4 separate regions of the Sus scrofa genome follow, and all the other regions are linked to region 4. Evidence: chromatin contacts called from public HiChIP or PLAC-seq data. All regions are on one chromosome and are shown on one strand. The core of a region is the stretch at or near the end of the contact, and the rest is flanking DNA. Distances in the headings are between cores, read along the strand shown. Region 1 overlaps RGS6 (regulator of G-protein signaling 6). Region 2 overlaps RGS6 (regulator of G-protein signaling 6). Region 3 has its middle 290 kb from the start of DPF3. Region 4 holds the start of DPF3 (zinc finger protein DPF3).

What was found. HiChIP or PLAC-seq counts read pairs in DNA pulled down with a chosen protein or histone mark.
Region 1: an H3K27ac HiChIP or PLAC-seq map of skeletal muscle shows a contact between it and region 4. The contact joins the enhancer-like site here to the promoter of DPF3 in region 4. A contact is called at or near these places in 3 of 5 promoter capture datasets (fetal liver, fetal skeletal muscle and liver), 30 of 47 Hi-C or Micro-C datasets (adipose tissue, alveolar macrophages, blood and 16 more) and 2 of 2 datasets of contacts at active chromatin or transcription factors (alveolar macrophages and skeletal muscle).
Region 2: a contact with region 4 is called in an H3K27ac HiChIP or PLAC-seq map of skeletal muscle. The contact joins the enhancer-like site here to the promoter of DPF3 in region 4. A contact is called at or near these places in 1 of 47 Hi-C or Micro-C datasets (embryonic fibroblasts) and 1 of 2 datasets of contacts at active chromatin or transcription factors (skeletal muscle).
Region 3: a contact with region 4 is called in an H3K27ac HiChIP or PLAC-seq map of skeletal muscle. The contact joins the enhancer-like site here to the promoter of DPF3 in region 4. A contact is called at or near these places in 2 of 5 promoter capture datasets (fetal skeletal muscle and liver), 3 of 47 Hi-C or Micro-C datasets (alveolar macrophages, embryonic fibroblasts and skeletal muscle) and 2 of 2 datasets of contacts at active chromatin or transcription factors (alveolar macrophages and skeletal muscle).

Annotation. Positions count from the first base shown.
Region 1 is chr7:95,883,513-95,886,212 of Sscrofa11.1, forward strand. It overlaps RGS6 (regulator of G-protein signaling 6), which reads left to right. Exons shown (of 19, transcript XM_021099946.1): 15 at 2,120-2,306. Among named protein-coding and RNA genes, the nearest start is that of DPF3, 370 kb to the right of the region's middle. Within about 2 kb of position 1,274, at least 4 of the 83 cell types and tissues checked have an H3K27ac peak or open chromatin away from gene starts, as enhancers often do. A contact at or near this core is called in adipose tissue and skeletal muscle, where this site is marked.
Region 2 is chr7:95,907,995-95,910,694 of Sscrofa11.1, forward strand. All of the region lies in intron 17 of RGS6 (regulator of G-protein signaling 6), which reads left to right. Among named protein-coding and RNA genes, the nearest start is that of DPF3, 350 kb to the right of the region's middle. Within about 2 kb of position 1,332, at least 18 of the 83 cell types and tissues checked have an H3K27ac peak or open chromatin away from gene starts, as enhancers often do. A contact at or near this core is called in skeletal muscle, where this site is marked.
Region 3 is chr7:95,965,785-95,968,511 of Sscrofa11.1, forward strand. No RefSeq gene overlaps it. Among named protein-coding and RNA genes, the nearest start is that of DPF3, 290 kb to the right of the region's middle. Within about 2 kb of position 1,322, at least 7 of the 83 cell types and tissues checked have an H3K27ac peak or open chromatin away from gene starts, as enhancers often do. A contact at or near this core is called in alveolar macrophages, embryonic fibroblasts and skeletal muscle, where this site is marked.
Region 4 is chr7:96,252,871-96,255,654 of Sscrofa11.1, forward strand. DPF3 (zinc finger protein DPF3) reads right to left here and starts at 1,484. Exons shown (of 11, transcript XM_021099467.1): 1 at 1,389-1,484. The coding sequence starts at 1,420. LOC110261630 (a long non-coding RNA gene) reads left to right here. Exons shown (of 2, transcript XR_002346007.1): 1 at 1-53; 2 at 666-1,235.

The DNA of each region.
Region 1 (2,700 bases), core at 24-2,523, 370 kb before region 4:
TCCTTTCTTTAGAGCTGGGTTCCTAAATTGTACCTGCCCATCAAACGCTGTCCTCTGGGACAAGAAAGGCTTGTAGGTCCTGTCACCCCCAGATGGCCAATTTCACCTTTATGCACCGGCCTCCTCTTTCATGTCACGGTGGACCTGGCAGGGGGTGGGGCTGGGGGGACAGTGAGACTTAAGGAACCTAGGGAGTGGGCGGTGGGGTGGGGGTAGAGGACGCCCCTCCCAGCTGCCTTTCAGGGGCTCTCCTGAACAACTGAGCAGTTAGCTCCCTTCACACGCTGCCACTCACCTCCCCTCTGGGCTTGGGTGACAAACCATCACTGTTTGCTTCACGCCAGGGAGCCAGAGGACCGGAGTGCCAAAGGCCTGTGGCAGAAAGACAGAGGGATGGCGTTAAAGGGCAGGTGATGGCAGATGGCCGCGGCAGCAGCCTGAGCATCTTCTTCTCAGGCCACCCAAGAAAGAGGTGACTTGAGGGCTCAGACTGGCCTGGGATGGACCCTGTGGCTGCCATGCTTCTCCCTCCACAGCTCCCACCCACGGGGCCTGAAAGCATTTCAGTTACACCTGGATGGGACGGGCTCAGACCCGTGTCATATAGCCCTCCATTGTACCATGAGGAAAGAGATGCCCAGAAAGATACAACAATTCCAAGGGAGCAGCATAGCCAGGATGTGAAGATTCCTCATCTTCTGGTTGAGTGAAGTCAGGACCAAGGAGGGAATCCTGAGGGTTTTCTTTAAGGACACCGTCAGAATTCCACATGGCAAATCAAGGGGAAAGTCGGAGCACATTTGCACGCACTCCCAGTCCTCTCCTTCTGGAAATGGAGCTGCGTTACCTAGGGTGGCCACTGGGTGGCACCTTCGGGCCATGCACGGGGCTCCAAAAACAGTTCTATGAACAGCAACAGAAAAACATGCCTAACCTTTAAAAAAAAAAAAAAAAAAAAAAAAAAGAGTACATCTTACTCTGGGTAGGATTCATGTTTAGCTTCTTTTGTCCCTGCCCTTTCTTTGAGTTAAGAGTGTGATTCCCGTGGCTGCGGGAACCACAGAGCCAGGGGCCTGTCCTGACATCTCATTGATGGGGACACTGGAGGGTTTTTTGTTTACAGGTCACAAAAAGTGCCATCCAGACCTGAGTCCTGCTGAAAGCCCTCTCCAGGGCTGCCTTGGGAACCTTGCCCATGACCTAGGGAGCTGTAGTCCAATTGGTGCTGGTTGCCGCTGCTGCTGCTCTCTGCAGAAAAGAGCTCACAGCTCATGCCCAGCTCTCTCCACACCATGCTGAGGCTCGGGGATTCGTGAGAGGCAGACGCTCATGAGAAGGGGGTGGTTTCTCTCCAGCGATCCCTGGAGAATCTTTTGGTAGAGAGGTTCCCCATGTATGTCCCTTCAGCTTTGTTCCAAATGAGTCCATCTGCAATCCCACAGACATTTATCGAGCACCTACTGTGTGCCAAGCATCATGCCTGATGCTGCTGTGGCAAACAGGCTCGGTTTCTCCATCTACAACCTGAATGACTGGGTTCTTCCAGCTCGAATATTCCTAATGGCTCCAAGACTCTATCTGCTTCCGTGATCTCTCCTTCTTTTTGATGCCTCTGATGGATCCCAACTAGACACTGCAGAGAGACTCATGTTGTCCGTGCAGTGGCATCTGTGTCAAGTGGTGGTTCTCAACTAGTGTTACCTCCCAGGGGACATTTGGTGATGTCCGGAAAGTTTTCTGGTTGTCAACACTCAGGGAGGGGATGCCACTGGCATCGATGGGTCAAAGCCAAGGTTGATGCTAAACATCTCTCAGTGCACAGGGCAGCCCCCACAACAACGAGTTTCCAGCCTGAAAAGGCAACAGTGCTAAGGCAGCAGACCCTGGATGTAAGGGGAGATAAATCTCTTTTTGGTAACCAAAAGCATAGTCATCTTCTAACACGCACTAGTGCGATAATGGAGCACCTTTGTATGCTCAGCAGTCCCTGCAGCCTTTGTGACCTGTGACGGGGCTGCGGGGAAGGCTGGGGGATGCAGCAGAACGAGTGCCCTGTGATGTCAGTTCTGGGAGCATGTCCAGCAGAGGGCTACTGACTGTCTTTGTGCTTCCATTCCAGGTTCTGGTTGGCGGTCCAAGATCTTAAGAAACAGCCCCTCCAGGATGTGGCCAGGAGAGTGGAGGAAATCTGGCAAGAGTTTCTGGCTCCAGGGGCCCCAAGTGCAATCAACCTGGATTCTCACAGCTACGAGATAACCAGTCAAAACGTCAAAGATGGAGGGAGATACACATTCGAAGATGCCCAGGTTTGCTTATCTAGTCAAATAGTTCTGTCCCCAGATGTTCACATGTTCACTTCACCACCCCACCCTTTAATCCGAGTCCAAGGCATTGTATGGAGTTAGGATTTCAGGTTTTATTATTTATAAAGCCACCAGTGGAAACCTTTCCACACAGATGCACAATGAAATTCCAGGGGGACTGTTTTCCTGAGTTATGTATTCCATAGAAAATTACTGTTATACATGTTATCTTTCCCAGGAAAATCTCGAAGTGTTTTGCAAAACCTAAAGTCCTGTAATAAATGATAGTAGAATCTGGAAACCAGAGCACCACATCAGCAAAGTGGGGATAGTAAGCTGGCAGGCTGGGGGGTCAAGCCCACACTCATAACTACCACCCCGCACTGCTTCCACAGTG
Region 2 (2,700 bases), core at 82-2,581, 350 kb before region 4:
AGACTCACTGGTGGGAGGTCCCAGGTGTTGCTGAGTGTCCGGAGGAGGCTCTTCTCTAACTAAAGACCGCTTCCTACTGCTCAGCACCGGCTGGCCTGCCGGCCTCCACCGTCTTCCTGCTTTTGCTGTCTACAGGGACAGTGAGGGTGGGAGGGTGGCAAAAGCCGAAAGGCTCTCCATCCCTCTGCCCTCTCTTAGGCATGCTCATTCCTTCAGGGTCTGTCACGAAGCAGGGAGGGCCTCCCAGGACCCGACCCTGACCTAGAGGACAGCAGATGCGTGGGACAAGGGCAAGAGGGAGCCAGGGGCCATTAAGAGCAGCAATTTGATTGTCCCTTTTAGGACGGTGGCCAAAGCCATCTGATGAGAACTCCAGCCTGGGAAGGGAAAGCTAGAAAAGGTCCTTTTGTGCACAGGTCCCCGGAGGAGCGGCAGCCCCTAGTGATGGTGGCATCAGCCTCCTAGGACATCGTTGCTGCCCTCCTGGGAGCCTCGCTCCCAAGATGGGATATGGGGTTGCTGATGCCCAAGCAAGCGCCGGAGGCCTCAGGGGAGAGCAGAGATGATGACCAGGCCTTCATCCCCTTCCTAAGAGGGCAGCACAGGTGGGCTTGGCCAAGGTGCTCCTTGGGATGGAAACAGCAAGGAGCGGGAGCCGAGGGAGCCTCGGCGTGTGCCAAGCGGCACCTCCACAACAAGCGTTTCGGTCCTGCCTGCCAAGGAATGCGGCAAGAAAGTCAGATGGAGGCCGGGACGCTCTGGGAGCCAGCTGTCACCCGCTCGGCCTCCCCCTTTCCTCCCGCCCCAACCAAAAGCCAAGGAAAAGCTAATGAGAGCTAGAACGCTGGCAGCTCACCTCCCCCACCTCCCAGGCAGCTCTGCAGGAAGGAGCCCCCCAGCCCCCTGCCCAGGTGCTGAGCCTCCTGGCAGGCGAGGCAGAGGGCAGGCAGCCAGGGTGCTCAGCCCACCAGGCACGGCATCTCCTTCCCAGAGGGAGCCTGTCGCCCCCTCCCCCTCAGCGCCTCGCGGGGCAGAGCCTGCACTCTGGCGGAATGAGTTCTCAAATACCTAGACTCAGCAGAGCCCCAGAGGGCTTTGACCTCAGTGGAAAAAAATCCTTTCGGGCCTCCGGCAAGGAACAATTGGCTAAAAATCTTTAGAGCTGCTTTTGATTGCAAACTGTGCTTGGGCCCCGGTGGGACAAGTGGGTCACAGATTGTAATGCCAGCCTCTCCCATCTCAGAGGTCCAGCAATGCTGGGACCCTGCCTAGAGAGGGAGGAGGATGGATTCTGTCGCAGAGCTTGGGAGGGAGAGCGTGAAAACTTGCCTCACTTGCCCAACAAGGACTTCCCCTGGGACTCTGAAATGCGACCTCAGCAGCTCCCGTACAGAGTGGCTCCAGCTTGCTGGCAGTGTGACCTCAGACCCCTCGCTAGCCCTCTCTGGGCCCTGGTTTTCTCCTGTGTTCACCGGCATGGACGAGAACATTTCCGTGGACCTTTTCAGCTGGGATGTGCTATGGGTCTGTGCTTCTCTCTAGCCTTAGATTTTTCGAGTTATGCTAATCATCCCTGAGCAGGAGAGGAGCTGCCTTTCTCCCCAGAAAGCGGCTGCCTACCTTTGAGGCTGGGAAGTAAACCCGGGATAGAATGGAATTGGGTGTGTATTTAAAATCCTTCGACGAGGATTTGCAGTTAAAGCACTGATGGAACTGAGTGTCATGTGGGGCGGAGCGGGGGGCGGGGTGCCGACCCACAGGCCCTGACACTTCCACCCTTTGGGGCTCACTCTGCAGTGTGACCCTCTGGAGGCCAGGGAGGGAGAGGTCATAGAGACCAAGTGAGCATCACACATCCTGTCCACCTCCCCAGTTCTGGTGTCCCCACCCCTCCGGGATGGATGCCCAGCCAGGGGAGATCAGGTGGGCAGAAGGATGGGCTCCAGTGTGGGTGCTACAGCATTACCCCATGTGTTGTGGGGCGTGGGAGAAAAGCGATGTGTGAGCATCTGAGGATCTCAGCACCACTCTGCTGCTCACCCGCTACCACACCTTCCGGTTCCCTGGAGAACACCGGGCCAGCTCACCTCTGTCCCCTCTTAGAGATGACAAAAAAGAGGTCACCAGAAAGCACGTTATCCCGGGTACATGCCACGGAGGGTCAAGCCTCCTCTGCTCTCTCTCCCTCTCTCTCCACCTTGGATCCAAGTGAAGTTTGAAAAAAAAAAAATTAATGTTATAGTTTGTAGCTGGAACATGAACATGGAAAAGTCTATTTTTTATAAACCAACTAGGATGTAAGACAGCCAAATCAGCTTGGTTGGCGGGATCCTGAGAAGACAGATAAAGTCCGTGGCAGGGGGTGGGGTGAGGGGCTTTCTGAAAACTCTGAGGAAGGGGAGATTTTTTATTCATCACAAAGAGTCAGAGGTTGTTGGCATTTTTGAAAAACTCAGCCCTAGACCCTGCCACTTCTCTTGGAAGGAGGAACCCCCACCTGTTGCCGCTGATGGTTCAACCTGTCAACCAAAACCAGCCCCAGATGCCCTTCCCGTGGAGTGCTCACTCCGAGAAAAAAAAAAATGCAGCCGTGACTCAGCCTCCTGACAGAGGGGACAGCTAGGCTGTGCAAAACGGCTCCTCCTCCCCTCACCAGCCCTCCCCTGCCGTCCCCAGACCCCGATGTGCCGAGCAGCCAAG
Region 3 (2,727 bases), core at 72-2,571, 290 kb before region 4:
ACTGGGCTGGTTGGTCTCTAAGGTCCCTTCCTGCTGCCATTGGGGGATTTCAAGGCCAGGAACAGCGGCCTGGCAAGTGTGGGGGGGCAAAGGGCAGTGGGACCAAGAGGGGTGAGGAGGGTTTAGTCTGACGCAAGACCCAAAACCAGCCAACCAGTCCCTGGGTTAACACCCACTCAGCCCTCAAGGTCATGCCTCCCGAACTGCCCTGGGAACGTCCTGGTGAAGGCCCTCAGCCTTGGGAAGACTTCGAAGCCTGTGAGGCAGCAAAGGGGCGCTTGTCCACCTCGAGGCCCTCAGGTGCCCTCTTCAGTTTCTCTCTCTCTCTCTCTCTCTCTCTCTCTCTCTCTCTCTCTCACACACACACACACACACACACACACACACACGCACACACTCTACTTGTCCCGGACTTCAACACCTCCCTTCTCCTCCCCCCTCTGCCCCACCCCCACTCGGCCAGACCAGCCCAGTCCATCCCTGGGAAAGAACAGAAACAATACCTGGAGAAGGGGATCAGGTATCCTGGGGGGCGGGGGGCCGGGGGGTCTGGCCCCTACACAACACACAGATGGTTAATCCCTGGGCAATTCTGGGCTTTTTTTCTTCCCCTCCCCCCATCCGTCTCTCCTCTGTTCCCACTCCTGGGCTCCCCGCGCCCAGCGCGCTGCGCTCCTGACAGACATACTTTTCAGAAGAAAAGGTAATTTGCCCTGGATGGCAGTTAACCAGTTGTGGGGCCCAGTGAGTCCCTCTCCAGTCTCAGTTCCCTCATCTGCGACACGAAGGGGCTGCATTGACGGGCGGTGTTCACGTTTGGGGTGTTCCAGATCCCTTGGAGAACCTGAGGCCACCAGGCGGACAGACACACACACGTACGCATAACACCCTTTCACAGACAAGTCGAAAGCCCATTCCGGGACTCGAGGAAGGTTACCCTAGGGGGCTGTCCAGGCTCAAGGTCGGAGTCTAGGACGCGGGGCCCAGCTCCGTCGCAGCTTGATCGCTAGCTGCCCCTCCCATGCCCTGGGCGGCAGATGCCAAGGATTCGCGGGGGGCGGGGCCCGACCCAGGGGCCACCCGCACTGGCCACTCCCACCCCTTAGCCCCTCCTCCCTCCCCGCCCCTGGCTGGGGCTCTGCTCCGGCGCTCCTGGCACATCCCCCACCCCGACCCCCACCCACCTCCTACCGTCCCCAGCCTGCGGCAGCTCCCCAGAAGAAAAAGGAAAAGGAAGGGAGGAAAGGAAAGGAAGAGGAGGAGTGGCCCCTCGTGGGCAGGGCCGAGAGCAAAGGAGCTGCCGCCTCCGGCCCCTCCTTCTCCACCGCAACCCTCCTTCCCCGCCCCCCGCCCACATACCCTGGGCATCTGGAGGTCTGTCCTCCTGCAATCATGGGCAGGCTGAACAACAGGGACCTGGTCAGAGAGCCAGGGGCCTCCCCTAACCCCTTCTCAAATCCAGCCAGCTCAGCGCAGGTCACACACACACACACACACACACACACACACACGCACACACCCACTCCCCTCGGGAACTTTAGCAGCTCTCTGTTGAGTTAACGTTCCCAACTCCGTTCCTCGCTGAAGGCTTTCTAGGTCAGACTCCAGCCACAGCCATTCCTGCCTTGGCTCCTAAAGCTCCTGTCCACACCCGCCAGCCTGCCCTGCCAGCCACATTTTCTGGTTTCCACACACGTGCCCGGAATAATCTCTCTCTCCCTCCTCCTCTCATCACCTCGTGTCCAAATTAGCTGAAATGCTGCCTCCTCCTTGGAGCCTTCCTGGATATCCAGTTGGAAATCCTCTTCCCCTGAACTCCCACAGCACATTCTCTGCCCGCTCTGTGGCCTTTGCCACATTCATTTTGTGAGTAAACTTGACCATGCGGGACCATGCAACTATTTAGTGGCACCTATAATGTGCCAGGTGTGGGACCAAGAGCTTTACCGGAGTTGTCTTATTTCATCTTCCTACAAACTCGAGAGAAAAGGTAGGTGTAATTACCTCCATTAAGAGACAGAGAGGTAAAGCCACATCTTGAACTCCCCAGCCACGTGTTTCTTTGGCCCTATTGTGTCACCTAAGTTTCTTTCTTTCTTTCTTTCTTTTTTTTGGTCTTTTTTTTTTAAGGGCTGCACCTGCAGCATATGGAAGTTCTCAGGCTAGGGGTCAAATCGGAGCTGCAGCTGCCACCCACAGGCACAGCCACACAGGATCCGAGCTACTTCTGTGACATACACCACAGCTCACGGCAACGCCAGATCCTTAACCCACTGAGCGAGGCTAGGGATCGAACCCACATCCTCATGGGTCCTAGTCAGGTTTGTAACTCCTGAGCCATGACGGGAATTCCCTGTCGCCTAAGTTTTTTAAGGGACAGGATCTTATTCACCTGTTTTCCTAGATGGAAACATGAAACAGTGAGGGAAAGGGCGGTGGAGGAGAGAGGAGGACGCTGTGTGCGAGGCACTGCACTCACGTGATGGTCTTCAGTCCTCACTGCCTCTCTGCAAAGTGGGCATCACTATGCCCAGTTCACTGAGGAGACAGCTGAGGCCCTGGGAGATAATGGGACATACCTGCTGGCAGTCACTGTCAATGGCAGCACTAGCCTTCTTTCCAAGCTTTCTCAGGCCCCGAAGCTCCCTCGGCCAGCAGTTGCAAGCTTCATAGTGTTCCCCGAAGCAGGAATAAGCTTTCCCGGTGCCTCCCTCCTGTCAACAAATG
Region 4 (2,784 bases), core at 234-2,733:
TCCAAGAGGAGCCTCGGGTGCGAACGTGGATGCGCTGAGTTGAAAGAACCTAGGTGGGCATCCTCCAGGCACTGGCGAGAGAATTCGCCATGAAATGCCCTCCCCCGCACCTCCCCCTCCCCTTGCCCGCGGCTTCCAGCCTAGCTGCGAAGTCATAATCCCAGGGGTGCAAGCCCCCACCCACGTCGCGCTGCGATCCGGAGGGAGTGCCCCTCTGCCAACATTACTGCCAAGAGCACCCCTTTTAGAGCGACGCTAGTTTTCCGAAGCCACCCCCGGCTCCGCGATCGCTAGCGGACTTGGCGGCTTAACAGTTCCACGGATTGGAAGGAAGGAAGGAAGCCAGGATAAAAAGGAGGGGGAAGGAAGGCGGGCAGGAATTGGCTGTCGGACCTGGGGACTGGCCCCCGCGTGTCCTCGCCCAGCCCGCCCCCCCTCCGTCCCGGATCTGGGCGTCCGTTCAAAGTCTCCCGGCTGTGGCCAGAGGCACCTGCCCCTAGCTCTGGCCGAGAGCAGACGCTACCCGCTCGGGCGGGGAGCCCCAGGCTGCCTCTCGCCAGCCTCGACTATTCACCCAGAGGAGGCAAGAACACCATTCATAAGACCTGCAGCTTCCCAGTCTCCAAATCAACCCCAAGTTAACCCGAGTCGTTAATTTATTACAGGCAGTTCCCCACAAACAACACCCGGAGACACACCGGCGACCGCCCGAAGCGCAGTCAAGCTCTGGGGGCTGCCCCGTCAGGAAAGCCCCGGGCAACCACCTGGGCCCCAGGGCTCCCGGGACCCGGTGCTCCCCCTGCGGTCCTCCCAACTCCGGAAGGTTTGCACAAACTCCCCGCAAGCGATCAGAAGGCGGAGAGCGCCCTGAAAACTCCGGAGCTGCAGCGGTCCGCTCACCCCCGCCGACCTAGCATCGGGGCGGGGGCTGCGGGCTCCAGAAGCACCGGGCTCAGCCAAGTGCACCCAGGCGGCCCCAGCCTGGCTCTCGCCCCCAGCTGAGCCGCCCCCCGCGCCGCGCTCACCGCCCGGAGAAGCTGGGCACTCTGGGGACCGTGCTGTCCCTGAGCTGCCCAGGATCCCCTCGCTGTAGAGCACTCGAGCGCCTGGCTCCCCTGCCAGTAACCCCTCTCCCTCAGTCCGCCAATTTAGAAGAACACAAATGTACCAATTTTCCTCTTCTTAATTGCCTCTCCTGACATTTCTGCGCGCCCGGGTTAAAAAAAAAAAAAAAATGAAGAAGTAAGAGCTGAAAGAAAAGAGAGAAGCCCCACCGCGGCTGTAGGCGCCTGCAAGCGCAGTGCATTGGCAGCGCTCGGCACGCAGAAGGCGCCTTTTTTTTCATATTGAAACCACGAGGAAAATGTACATTTTTTAGTCTTACTTACGCTTTCAGGGGGTTGTGAATGACAGTCGCCATTTTGCTACAATGTAACAGAATATTGTCTGTCTCAGAGTTCTAAAGGTTCGCTCAGGGGAAGCGGCGAGCCAATCAGAGCACGGGATACCGGCCCGCTGGCCAATCGGCGCGGCTGGTCGCCAGGTGGGCGGGGCCTGCACGGTGGTAGTTATTAGGGGAGCTGTCAAAGCCCAGAGGTCACTCCCTTTTGTAGAGCCCGAGAGCAAGCAGGTCTTAAAGGGGCAGTACCGCGCGTAGAGCTCCTTTTCGGATGAGGGAAAGTGGAGACGCACGAGAGTATTCTAGTTTGGTTTGAATCCTTACTTTCTAAACAACTGCAGAGAGTTGCGCTCCTGGACAGAAATATTTAAGTCCTGGACAGAAAATATTTAAGTATTGCAAGCAAACCGTTGAACCCTATTCATTAGCTTTTGGCTTTACTGTTACGTTTTTAATCCCCCAAAGGACAATTCCCCTCGTTCCAGTGCAAAAATTGGAAGGGTGCCGTTTCGTCTAATTACTACACGTGTCCTGCCGCTTACTAATGCTCTGGGTCCTGCGGCTTTTTAATATTCTCATTCCTGAAGTGTTGTCTTTATCTCGGCCACCTTCCTCTGATTTCTTGGAACTGGTGCCGCCGTTCCTGGCGACTCCAGGACAGCAACTCCCCTCCCCCTGGAATGTCTCAATGTCAGGCTCGTTCCCTCCAGCAGCCAGGCTTTCCTTACTTAATACGCGGTGGTCACTCAGGCAATTGCCCACTGCCACCTCCTCTGTCCTCGCACAAACCAGAAACTTCGGAAATTAAATGGTCAGAGAGCTGGAGAGCCAACTGGGGCCTGGCGCTCTGACCTTTAGGCTTAGGGGAGGGGTGGTTTAAGAGAACTTTTGCAAACGCTTTCTGCTCTTCGGAAAGAGTAACGAGACAAAGTTGTGGAACCTAGATGGGTGTTGCCAGAGTCCCTTTCGGGGAGTAGCATACGCGATTCCGGCGTCACCTTTCATTGATTAGATAAAAAGGTGAAAAGAATTTGCTAATGAATAATCAGATGTGACCTGAGGCGTTCAGAGAATGTGTCTGCTTCAAGTCCGTGCGAACTCCTCACTGGCGAAGCCCTGACAAAACTGAGAGACTTCTGTGAAGCCAGGCTTCCACTGAGGAGCCAGGCAGCTCAGGGTGGATGAAATCGCACTAAATCATGAATAGGGGCCTCGTTAGCATACAGAAATCTGGCTACTATCCAAAGTTGTTTAATGAGGTCAAATAGCTAAGATAGTGGGGGAGGGGTGAAAAGGGGGGAGAGGAGATGCCAAATTGCCAGTTCTTCAAAGCTGTGCCCTCTCACTTCCTTGCTCAGCACTCCATCCAAGCAATGAATAAAATA